Linked DNA regions of Neogale vison: region 1 is linked to region 2. Evidence: chromatin contacts called from public Hi-C data. All regions are on one chromosome and are shown on one strand. Each heading gives the region's core, a stretch centred on a gene start, on an enhancer-like site or on the middle of the called end of the contact. The rest is flanking DNA. Distances are from core to core; before and after follow the strand shown.

The links. Hi-C and Micro-C count contacts between places; a contact is called where the count stands out from the background.
Region 1: a contact with region 2 is called in a Hi-C map of muscle, with 5 times the contacts expected there. The contact joins the enhancer-like site here to the promoter of GCLC in region 2. A contact is called at or near these places in 2 of 3 Hi-C or Micro-C datasets (fibroblasts and muscle).

The regions. Positions count from the first base shown.
Region 1 is chr1:99,634,095-99,640,720 of ASM_NN_V1, forward strand. KLHL31 (kelch-like protein 31) reads right to left here. Exons shown (of 5, transcript XM_044252977.1): 4 at 3,683-4,887; 5 at 1-1,987. The coding sequence starts at 4,854. The coding sequence ends at 1,255. Among named protein-coding and RNA genes, the nearest start is that of KLHL31, 70 kb to the right of the region's middle. Within about 2 kb of position 1,512, the one cell type or tissue checked has open chromatin away from gene starts, as enhancers often do. A contact at or near this core is called in fibroblasts, where this site is marked.
Region 2 is chr1:99,527,177-99,533,854 of ASM_NN_V1, forward strand. GCLC (glutamate--cysteine ligase catalytic subunit) reads right to left here and starts at 2,244. Exons shown (of 16, transcript XM_044252954.1): 1 at 1,672-2,244. The coding sequence starts at 1,821.

The sequences.
Region 1 (6,626 bases), core at 262-2,761, 110 kb after region 2:
AAACTTGGCAAATATGTAAGAAAAATGATATCCAGTGGATACATTTTAATTTGCAAAGCTAATTTGGAGCAGATGAAGTTAAAACATATAGAACAGAAGGGCATTATTATGTCCATGTGAAATGAATGTGTTAGAGTTTTAATTAGGAAATCAGGAGAATTGCTGTGAAATGGGAAACGGTGACATTTACCAACAGGAGAAGCCATTCATCCTGTTACTGCCAAACCTAAGAATTCCAAATGTTCCCTTCATTCTCATCCATATAAAAAATGAGGGAAATCAAATTATTGCTATCAGTCGTATAATCTACGGGATATATAAGCTTTAAGTTAATAGTCCTTACAGCCATAGTTTTATCTGGTGTTCTTCTTGGGGCATATATTAGGGTCAAGGTTGCATCTTTTTAGGGTCAAAGTAAGACTGCCATGATACTGGCAATTCCTTTAATAGGGGACAAAGGTTAAAGTGCAAATACGTCCAGGAGAAACAACAAAATGACTGAAATTTACAAAATTTACACCATAAACTAAATGACTAGTAGCTTCTTCTTTGAGAGCAAGTATTTTTCGATAGCAAATACCCTGGGGACTGAGGCACAGAATTAGAGAAGAATTAAGGGATAAACCAAAGGGATCAGTGTGACAGTCCAGGGAGGAATCCCTGTTACTCTCCAGTCAAACCTTGTTTTAAGTTTTAGAACTTTATCATGGGACGCCTTTCAATATTCTTTACTCAGTCGCGTAAGGGAAAAGAAACTGTATTTAAACGTAGAATTTAATCTTTATGGATATAGATGGACTTCCATTTTAAAATAAAAGCTATAACTGAACACTTTTAATTTCCTAAAGAAAAAGACGAGAGAAGAAGATCAACTTTCGTACCTGAAATTGCTTACTCACATAAGCTTCATGTGTACTAAAGGTAGAAGAAAAATCTCAAATGTGGGTGTAACCGCTATCCACGAAGGGGCCATGCCCCGGTGGGACGAGTGCCTACGACGAATTCTGTCTGCCACCTAGTGGCCGCTGAAATAAATGGTTTCTTTTCTTTGTTGGCCAGGGCCCCGTCTTTTGCCTTTTTTTTTTTTTTTTTAAGAGGTAGATTACGCCCGCCCTACCAGGAATTCAAAACTACCAAGACAGACGCCTCTATACGGCGTAAGATACAATCATTGTAGTAAATGGTACGTATTTTCCTTTCCGCGAACCCACGAACGCCTGTTTGCCCTTCCTGCGTCCCCGCAGCTACCTGGGCTCAGATACTGACTGGCACCGAGGACACCGAGCTGGCTCGGGACTCCCGGGTCACGCTGTTGGGCATCGAGAGGGTGCAGCAGGACACGCCCACGGTGGCCTCGGGCAGCTCGTCGTCCTCCGTCCACTCGTTGAGCTCCGGGCTGAAGCACTGGATGCACTTCTTGTACTTCTTCTCGCCCTCGTTCCAGCCCCCCAGCAGGTAGGCGCGGCCGTGCAGCGCCGAGGCGCCCGCGGTGCTCACGCCCACCAGCAGCGGCGCCGCGTAGCTCCACTGGCCGCTGGCCGGGCTGTAGCACTCCACGGTCAGCACGTCCACGCGCTCCCCGCGCGGCCCCAGCTGGCTGCCCCCCATCACGTACACCCGGTCGGCCAGCGTGACCGCGCAGTGCCAGCCTCGCGGCGTGCTGAGGCCCGGCAGCTCCTGCCACGAGTCGCCGGTGGGGTCGTACGCGCACACGGAGCGCGAGTACGCGCTGCCGATGTAGCCGCCGGTCACCAGCACGCGGCCGTCGGCGACCGCGCTGGCGTGGCAGCAGCGCGCCACCTCCAGGGGCGTCTTGGGCTGCCACTGATTGGTGGCGGGCACGTAGCACTCGAGCGAGGCCAGGCTGCCTTCGGGATTGCGGCCGCCCACGGCGAACAGGAGCCCGTTGAACACGCTCAGGCTGAAGTGCGTGCGCTTCTGGGTCATGTTGGCCAGGTGGATCCAGGTGTTGAAGCGGGGATCGTATCTGAAAATGGCAGAGCAAGTGTGACAGCCAGGTTGGCGGCGGCCAGGGACCCACGGGACGCCACAACCCACGGCGGGGCCACGGTGACACTCTTCAGGCAGGGAGGCTACGCTAGGCACAGAACGCACTTCCTCACCAGCAGGCTGGGGTTTGTTTCTCAGCCAGTGAAGTGTGACGAGTTTGCGACTCCCCCCTCCTCCCGTTTATAAAACCGTTGCCTTTATCGGGCCTCTTGGAGAAGTCCCCACAGAGGCCACTCGTCAGTCCTCTTCTCCCGTACTCCCACATCATGGGGGGAGGGGTGTGTTTATGAGACGGGAGCTTGTGGGGGAGGCAGGTGGAAGCTGGGTATCTGTGGCAATCAGAAAGGGAACCCTGCCACATTTAAGTCAGTTCCACGCATCTTCAGACACCAGCCATCCCTGGCTCATTCTTACTGCTTAATTAGATAGCAGTTGGCTAACTGGACTTCTCCAGGTCTGGCAGACCCCTGGCCATTGGAACAGTAAAGCTACGTCACTCAACCAAGTCTTCTATCTGCTTAGAATGAGATCAATGGAACTCATGTCCAAAAGCATCACCAGAGTCTTAACTTTCGATATTTCTCTATTTTCTAGCACTTATCCATAGGTAAGATTTTTCAGTTTAGAGATCTGTCTTTTCAGTGTTTGACATTAGTTATTATAACTACTGAAACCAATACTGCAAAAACGGTTGAGTACCCAACAGAGTTATCAGCAGGAGGAAAATAAGCAGTCCTAGAAAACCTGTTTTAAACTGTTTACGTAGTTCCAAAGCATTGTAAACACAGACCTCCCTGCAATAGTTTGATGTTCCTTCATTTTTGTCCCATTTAACCTCCAAATCAAAACTTAACTATAGTTATAAAGGGCAAAAATCAGTTAATTGGATTCATTTAAATGACACACAGACATAAAATAATAAAGGGTATTTTCATGATATGCTTTATAAATTTTTAGATCTTCCTCATCAGTTATGATGAGGTATATCGTTATACCACGATGTAAGCATGACTTCCTGACATTTCATATATATATGAAAGTGTTTTTATTATAAATATACACAGACAACATGGCATTCGAATTCCATTTTCTGAAGGATATATTATACCCTAACTATTTCTACATGCATGAAAGAAATTGACAGTTTTTATAGAATTCAGTCTTCAAAAAATATTAAGAATTAATGACCTGCCACATTTTAAATGATCTCATTGTATTTGCCAATTATGAATCTGACAGTCATCAGTAATAGTCATTTAAAAGAAATTCTGTATTATTTTGACCTTTCTTATTACTCAGTGTTAAAAACTAAATTTGTACCCAGTTTGTTTTCAGAAAAACAGTGTACTGTGAAGGGAATGTTACTATAAATGAGAGAATATGAATTACCACTCACTTGTGGTATAACTTGTCTGGGTATCAGATGTCTTACATGTAAGATCTGAATAACCACATTTTCCCAGCTCATTTCATAGGCTTATTCAGAAATCTGGAGTGCATTTTATATATGCATATAGTTGATGTAATGTGGACTTTTGTACATATGTAATGTGGCATTATTGATTTACTGAGCCAATGAACTAAGCTAACAGGCAGGACTCATTTACTTCTATGTCAGAGCAATTTCCTCACAATACTGAACCATTTCAGTTCCTAATAAAGGATCAAATACCTGCAGAAATTGCTGACTGCATGCTTGGCTTGGTTTCTAGCATCATTCTGGTCTTCTCCACCAGCCACATAAAGAAATCCATCCATCACAGCCACACACTGATTAAAACTCTTGGCTGGCATTTCTGTAAGCTTGCTCCATCCATTTTCAGGGTCTCTGTATAGGATGTCTCTACTAAGGGACTTCTCCGTAAGGCCTGGACGTCCCCCAACAGTGACGAGGACTCGACAGCCCCCACGGATTCTTGTGCGCCTAGACTGCAATGTGTTTTGACGATATGGAAGTAAGTGGTAGTTCATAGCATCTACAAGAAGTTTGTGACAATCAGCGTCTTGCATCATTCTTGGTACAGACTGAACGTAATTGACCAGGTCTTGTGCAGAGATGGTACCAAAGCGGATGTTGCTCAGAAGATCTGCAGCATATTTCACTCTCTTTTGGTCAAATTCTAACCATTTCATTGCAATCTGGAATGCTACTATTTCAGAAGGCAACTGTAAGTCATCATCTATGAGAAGTTCATTAATTTGCTCAAATGTAAGTTTCAAAAACTGATCTGATTCTGCAAATTCAAGGAAGTTATCCCGGATAAATTTTTGGGCTGCTGCTTTGGCATTTTTCAGGGAGTATGTTTCAGCAATGTTAGCAATGTACATGCAGTTCTCAACACTCATCTCTCGTATCAGAAAATCACTGCACATCTTTACAAGGGTATGGATCTGAAGATAGACAGCAGCAGAGATAATGCTTCCTATAGTATACAAAGAGAGCGTCAGCTTTCCAGTATAGGCATATGCAATGACAGTAGCCAGGCCCAGCGGTGAGATATCGTTGAGATCTATCCTTTGGGTAGATGGGTCTTTTTTTAGGATGTTGTAGAAGTATTCACTGCACGAAGCCATCACTGACTTGTGAACATCAAAGGACTTCGTTTTGGTGCCAATGACTAGGTCGCAAAGGAAGTTCTCCTGCCTCATTTTACTTAAGCCTTCCAAGAGGTTGGGGCCATAAGAAGCATCTGTTAATTCAGAAGAAAGGCAGCTAAAGCCATTGCCTCCTTCTAGGAGCCCATTCAAAGTGTTTAGTTTGTTCAGAGGGCTATCTTCTACGATTATGGTCATCTCATTAATATCTCCTTTGCTCTTTTTTACAGTCTTCTTTTTGGGGGCCATGTTGGCAAACACACTGTCACAGGCAAGATATTGCTAAAAAAAAAAAAAAAAAAAAAAAGCATGGTTTTATTTTAACAGCTCTTTGGACTTTGAAATGCTACAATGAGAAACCGTTCTTTTCCATAATAGTTTTTAAATGATGTAATGTAGATTAAACTTCAAAAGGGATTTAAAGACTTATATTAAACTAAATGCACATTTTATTGAGTTTACTTCAGCATCAAGCACTGAAGACAATTCTAGAAAGATTTATACTATCAAATTTGACCTCCCAGTAGCTATACTGCCAAGTCATTTTACTAATTTTTAAAAAATTTTTATAAACATATAATGTATTATTAGCCCCAGGAGTACAGGTCTGTGAATCGCCGGGTTTACACACTTCACAGCACTCACCATAGCACATACCTTCCCCAATGTCCATAACCCCACCACCCTCTCCCTATGCCAAGTCATTTTATACAGCAGAAATGACCAGATAGTCTCTGATCTAGCTGTACAGCAATTACAGAATAGTAGTTAAACATCACGTGAAGGGCTTAAAGATTAAAATTCTAAAGTTTTCCTCAGAAAAATACTGAAGTTCAGGAATCCATATAAAATATGTGTGTGTGTGTGTGTGTATATATATATATATATATCAGATTTTTTATTTATTTATTTGAGAGAGAGAGACAGTGAGAGAGAGCATGAGCGAGGAGAAGGTCAGAGAGCGAAGCAGACTCCCCATGGAGCTGGGAGCCTGATGTGGGACTCGATCCCGGGACTCCAGGATCACGCCCCGAGCCGAAGGCAGTCGTCCAACCAACTGAGCCACCCAGGCGTCCCATATATATATATATATATATATATACATATCAGAATAAATATGGAACTTAAAAATCAATGGGTAAGGACTTGAAGCGATACATTAGTTCAACTGATTTCTACTCTCTGCAGTCACTAAAATAACATCCAGATGGATGAAATTGCTAGATCACACTCACACACACAAAACTAGAACAAAGTAGGTTTTTGTTTGTTTTAATTTTAGGGTAGGAAAGGCCCTCTTAAGCATAGCCCAAAATCCAGAAGTCATAGGGAAAAGACTGAAACATCTGAATACAAACAACAGCAGCAGCAACAACAAAACCCCACAACTTCTATAAAACATCAAATGTTTAAAAGACAAGCATTGATAGTGAAAGATGTTTGTAACATTCTTGACAAAAGGTTAACTGACATGTTTAAAGAACTCCAACAATTAATTAATAAGGAACAGGTAATTCAACTCAAAATTCTCAAAGGCTGTGCCTAGGAAACTAGGTTGTTCACAGAAAATAAAATACAAATATTTGATCAACTTATTTTTTTAAAACTAAACTATAATCAGGGAACTGTCAACTGAAACGCAGAGATCTTTTTACTTTTTGGTGGACACATTTTGCTTATCAGATGGTTAAAATATTTTTTAGTGTTCACAATAATCAGATTTTGCTGTGGCACTCCCCATGCATTGTTGATGGGAGTAAGACTGATACAGTCTTTGCTTTGACATTAAATCTAAGTGTAGGAATGTGCTCATAGAGATATATCCTCATAAGGACATATTTATATGGATTCTATATACGTATGGTTCTATATATAATAGAACCATTTTCTATTGTCAGTGTTATAAATATTTGAGCCAGTTTTGTTCATGTGTTTGTTTTTAGAGAGAGAGAGAGTGAGTGCAGGTGATCAGGGGAGGGGCAGAGGGAGGAAGAGAGGGGATCTTAGGCAGACTCCATACC
Region 2 (6,678 bases), core at 994-3,493:
TGGTTTTCAAACTCCTTAAGTTGGCAACCATACTAAGAAATAATTTACATGTGGCTCTATACAGACCTGCTCACATGCACTCTTAAATAACTCAAAAGTTTGACATGCTACGCTGCCTCTTTATGACAAAGTAATCCTCTTCATCTGATTCCATTTCACTTTTTTTTTTTTTAAGTTCTGGAGAGGAAAAAAAAAGTCAAGGAGAACCTAAATTTGTCTGTCAACCTGCTCACGGATCATGACCTGCAAAATTCCCTACTCCAAAAGACGCTGGTTTATTAGGGGGAAAATAAGCAAAGAGATGTGGGACAGGAAAAAAAAAAAAATCCAGGACCTGGGGACAGAGCACAGATCACTAAATGCACACAATACGCAAATGAACACACAATGTCAGATGCTACGAAGCAACAAGGAACTTCAGAATCAAACTGAAGAATTACTGAACACAATACCACACCTCTTTTCTGTCCAAAGTATGATAAATCCCTTCTAGTATAAATGTGAATTGCTATTATACTTTTGAAACTTAAAACATTGCAATTCAACTGTAAAAATCAGAATTATCGTCCAACTTTTGAAACTGACAAACTAATTTTACAAGGAAGCAGATATTGCCTCAGCGTAGCACCACCCTGACGCCTGGGTCAAGAGTAATAACATCAACTAAGAGAGAAATTTGCACCTGAGCAAGCGATGGAACCCAAATGGTTAAAAAAAAAAAAATAGCACTTTTCAAAAAAGCATCGGATTATCTGAATGGTATCTACATGTGACTTTAAAAAACGGAAAGAGAGCACAAAAAGCTTTGGCAGAAGAAAATTAAATCTAAAGGGGGGGCGCAATGCTTTCCACATCATTCCAATAAACAATGGTTCAACAAATTGGTTCAACAAATTGAAAATTCAAAGACATTTCAGCTCTAGGCAGAACACATGTTGAAACTGACTTGTAAAGAAAGGATCCAGGCCACGGAAAGGCACTAACAAATCCCAACTGCGAAGCTTGAAGAGTTCCCATGCATGGTGGTACAAGAAAGTTTCGCCCTCTTCAGGAAAACCGAGTTGTAATGCCTGTTCTGTGCCTAAAAAGTGGTGGCAAAGCGTGGAGGGCGAGGAAGGGCGTGTGAAGAGAGTGAGAGGGAGCTGATGAGAAGCAGCTGGAGGTTTAAAAAGGAACCTGCAGGAGATGGGGCAGACGCGAACATCCTGAAGACCTGAATCCTAGCGGCCACGGTCCTTCTAGGACAACCTGGCCCCCTCAACTGATCGCAAAAGCGTATTTTGACACCGGACGCGAGAGCGCGATACACGGCCGGCAGATACACCAGACTGAAAACTCCTGGAGGCACCAAATGTCACACTTGCTCACGCTCGCGCCCTCCCAGCGCCTAACCCATTTGTTCAACGAAGGGGAAAACCCTAAGAATGAATGAATGGGAGAGGGAAGTCTAGTGAGAAGGCTCGGGCAGGGCCCCAAGCTCGGGAGAGCTCCGGACGCCAGTCGGGGGAGAGCAGGGACAGCGCACCCGGGCGGGGACGCGTCCGGGGACCCTCGGGGCGCACCGCAGGGCGCGGACAGCCTTGGGGGCGCGGGGCGCGCCTCGCCGAACAAAGGAGACGCGAGGTGGCCTGACAGGGGCGCCCGGCGGGGGCGGAGGCCGCGGGCGCTCACCTCGTCGCCCCACTTGAGCACGTCCTTGTGCCGGTCCTTGACGGCGTGGTAGATGTGCAGGAACTGGAGGATCCCGTGCCGCCGCACGTGGTCGGCATGGCGCTTGGTCTCCTCCCAGCTCAGCGGCGAGCCCTGGGACAGCAGCCCCATGGCTGCCCCCTCCTCCTTCTCCTCGGGGCTGACCGCGGCCGCTGGCTCAGCGCGCGGGGCGCGAGTCCGACACTCAGCTGCCGGCTAAAAGCGGCGGAGGCAGCAGCTGCTGCGCCCCGTGGGGGCGCCCTTGGACCACAGCTGGCGGAGGGAGGGTCCGCTCCGCTCCCCCGCGCGGGGTCCTGGCCGCCCAGGTGACCGACTCAGGGGTCCGGCGCGCCGCGCGGACACGGAGGCAGAGGACGGGAGGGCAGGCTGAATGGCTCTCGGCTCGGCGGCCTCGCCCTCCGCCCGCTCCGGCTCCCGTCCCGCTGCTGCTCCGAGGCGGCGGCGACGGACCCTACAGCCACAGTGCGGCAGCGGCTCTCGCTTCTCTTTACCGGTGTCGTGCACTGGCTTCTTCCTACTTGTGACCAAGACCTGCGCCGCCACAGAGCATGCCCAGTCTTCCTATCTGCTCACTCGCAGCTCCAGGGTGCGATCCGTCGCTCCGGATTTTATAGACTACGGGCGGGGGCGGGGAAAGAAGGCGGTGCAGGAGAGGAGGTGTGGCCGAGCGCCCAAAGAGCCTCAACGAAGGCCTCGGAGGAGGCGTGCGCAGGCGTGGTTGGGGCGGAGTCAAAGGGGCGGGGGTGTGGGGAGCGAGGTTCCGCACGCTTTAAGCAAAGGAGATAGGGGAAAACCTGTGTTCTCTAACCCGAAGAGATAAACTTTGAGCTGGGGAAGAAATTTGGTTATTTGAATTAATGAACAACCCAATGTATTCATTTTGAGGTGAGAAAAGGCCTCACGCTCATAAAAAACAGGTGAGAGCTGCAGGGTATGGTAATAATATCATAGCTTGGGAGTCAGAAGAAACACCTGTTCAATTCCAGTTTCCACTATCTACTGACTGTGAGATCTTGGGCACGTTATCTCCATACCCGTGTAAAATTATATGAATTCTGTCTTTTATGGCTGTTGTAAGAGTGCGCACGATGCAGACGTGCTTGGGGTCGATGGCCAATAAATTACCTGGCTGTTAAGAGGAATCAATTTGTCTACAGGGTTTATGTATATACAATGTGTTATTGCAAGTATTTGTGTATTCTCTAAATTAATTATTTGATGACATAAAGTCTTTGGATGGCTCAGACACCACTCATGGCAACAAAAGGGACTTTGTCAACATCTTCAGACGGATGTTTAAAGGAATCATCTCCAACAGCATATCCCCCATCCAAAGCTAATATTCATCCATTATGTGACTAAAATGATGTTTTCATGAGCTTACCAAGGAGAAAATATTAGAAACAACTGGGATTGATCCTGTCATGGTGGGAAAGAGAAAGGCGGTACCTCACCCCCATAAATCTGTGTTGACAGAGTGATGATGTCAAGGAGGGAAAAGAGACAGCAACTAGATCACACATGTACTGAGGCCAGAACGTGTGTATTTATTGTGCTCACATCCATCAACTACAAAGCTAACATTAGTAAGCATTCATTAACTGCTGAATGAATACAGAGCTGTAGGACTCTCTTCTCCCACACCCCTTCATAGTGGATGTGTCCTTCTCAGGGATTGGAGACATGGATACCCAAGGTCTGGCTGTAATTTCCACAGTGGAGTGTGTGTATGTGTGGCGTGCGGATGGGGGCAGGGCTGTGGGGGTGTTTGAAGCTCAGGTGATGTTTCCATCCAGAGCACACAGCAAGAATACAAACCAAAACTCATTCTAACTTGTTCATGGTTGACTCAGCAACCTCATATACTGCACCCACTCTTCCTTTACCCTCTGCACCAATATCACCAGGCTTGTTCAGTCCTGGCCTTCCACTGTTTTTCCCTGCTTGGAATTGTCCACCTGACACATTCCTGTTTATCTGTTGAGTCCCAGCTATTCCTCTCCCTAATTTGGTTGCATTTGTACATGCATCTGTTTCTACAGTAGGATAAAATCATTTAAAAAAATCTCCACACTAGTGACTTCCTCTAAGGGTAGAGATGATTTATATGTTTTGATTTTTTTTTTTAATAGAAAAGTGCTTGTATAAATCTTGGCTTCCTATGGAAGGCAGGGAGTGTAGGAAGTTGGGGAGGCTGTGTTGCTCATGTTTCATATGCAGGAGAGGGACCTAAAAGATCATTTTTTATTCTCAAAATCTCATCTCACATTTGCATAGGCCTGCATTGTTCAACACAATAGCCATCAACCACATGCGGCTACTGAGTATTTGACACATGGCTAATTTGTAAAACTGAATTTTAGTTTTATTCTAACCCAGTTAAATATAAATTTCAAAATTGATATTCCATTTGGTTACTGGAAAACTTTTACATAAATTTGCAGCAGGTCGGGAATGTGAATTTACTTTTGGGTATGTTAAATTTCTGATATGGAAAGATCGAGTATTTCCAATGAAAATTTAGTGGCCTAGGAGAGGTACTAGATTCAAAGACAGTACAAAAATAAAAATGTAAATATTTTATTAATAATCATATATTGACTACATGTTGTAACTGTATTTTGGATATGTTAAGATACAGTATAGTGCTTAAACTAATTCACCTGCTTCTTTTTAGTTTTTAAAGATGGTTCATGAGAAATTTAAGATTATCTCTGTAGCTCGCATTCCACTTAATTGAAACACAGCAGGTGTAGACATTTACACTTTGCAACGCACACACTTTTCTCCTACACCTGCTGGATTTCCTCACAATACCTGAAGCTGGGCTCTTGGGAGAGTATCAGTTTCGTTTTAATGAAGAATACAGGCACAAGGGTGGTTCACTAAGAGACTAAGTTCAAGTCTAGCCAAAGCTCTACGAGGTACTGAATGTAGTGACAGTTAATACTGTAATTTGAGTCATTCAGCCCCAGATTCCGGTTGACACAAAAGGGGGCCTCTCCCACCCGAATTCAGCCAGCACTCTGAAGGGCCCCCGCGCTCTGTTCAATCTCAAATCGGGTGCGGCACGGTGGCACTATTGGGCAGTTAAGTCAAAGTTAAACCATGGTCGCCGCAGTGCCTTTACCAATTACTGTTACAGGTGGAGGGAGGGGTGGGGGTTAACCCACCACAGATCAACTGAAGTCACATTCAACAACAATCAATCCCCTCTATTTGACAGCGTTTTTCATTTTTAAGTTTACTTCTCCTTCTGTACTCCTACGACTAAGTTTTCAGAGACCAGCCCCGGACAGATCTTTTAGGGTTTTCATGGTCGCTAAGCGGAAAAGGCGCTCGTAGACAGCAGAATCAGCTCTTCTCCAGGCCTGCCCAACTGCGGATGCCTGTTCACATACTTCTCGGAAAAAAACCCGGACTCAGTCCCCCTGAATCAACCACCGCCAGCTGCGACAAGGGTTCCCCGCCTCCTACACGGGGTACAGCCGCAAGCCCCGCCTCCAGGACTGCCCGGAAAACCCGGACCGTGGAGCCGGGAGGCTGGCGACGCGGCGCAACCGCGGGGTCGAGCTGAGCATGCTCGGAGAGCAGCTCAGTCGCGGGAGGAAGCGGCGCGGGCCCCGGGCGCTGCACGCTGCACGCCGCGTCGTTGTTGTGATAGAGCCCCCGCCACGTGACTGCGCCAGGCCCGCCTCTAGGCGCGCGGTGCCGCCTCCCAGTGACTCAGCACTTTGTGCGGTTTCCGTGCTAGAGGTCAATGCCGGGGATGCTGCTGGGGGGCAAAGTCTCTGCGCTCCAATCTTCTCACTCCCCTACCCCCCACCGCTGCTGAGAATGTTGCAGCAGCCATTTCAGACTTGTTGGTTTTCGGGCCTCTCAGCAAAGAGAAAAAAGTACATTTCCCGATGGTCACGCCGGTTCCAATTTTCCCTGAGTCAGCAGCTCCGCTGAGATCGCGGAGATCAAATGAGGAGAGCAGAGGGCCTGTGCCTAAGGGTCTCTGCGGTGGGGTGGGGTGGGGTGGGGGTGGGGGTTTACAGGTTCAGGCCGCTTGGGTTACCTGCTTCAACCCTACTGTTGTGTTTGGTTTCAACATCCCTTAGATACTCTCTCGGGGGTCTCAGTAATTTACTCTTCGTGGCGCACCTGTTTTATGCTAAGCACTTTGATTTAGAATCCATAGAACAATCTTGGTTGTTGGCTATAATTTTATAGATAAGGCAACTGAGATCTAATAGTAACTAACAGGTTAGAATCCATAGAACAATCTTGGTTGTTGGCTATAATTTTATAGATAAGGCAACTGAGATCTACTAATAGTAACTAACAGGCAGTGGCCAGGGATCTTTTACTTTCCACTATACCTCATGGCTTGGGTGAAGCTGAGGGTATCTTTCTGCTTCCTGGCTCTTGATTTTGCCTCCGCTAAGACCGCCTTTCCTTTGACACTCCCTTACCCCCAAAAGACCTCTGTTCAGACAGGTGTTTAAGATATTCTTGCTTTGTATTTTAATTCATTGGTAGAAACAAACGGCTATCTCTTAACTCATGTGTACACAGTACAAAATGCTTAAGAGGCATAAAGCATTTTTCCCCTACTACTGCATTATATTTGGAATTTGATTTGAGTACATTGAAGTACCCCAGGCCTTTTATCATAGAAGTGCAGCACCCAAAAGACTGTGGTCTTCACCCTAGCACAGGGTAACCTGCCCAATCTAAGTAAAGTTGTGTTCCTTATCATCAGAGACCCTTCCTTCTTCACCTGTTCAAATGAGGTTTCCCTTCCAACCTAAACATTCTCTGATGTAATGCTACTAAATTAGTTGGAAAAGTACAAATCTTTTTGTATTATGTGGTATTTCCAACACATGTTGAGCTGTGCAACTGTCCATTCTAAGTCAACCAAACACAGACCCCCAGTCAACTTGGTTTTCAAAGCCCACTTTTAGTTCATAGGGATTT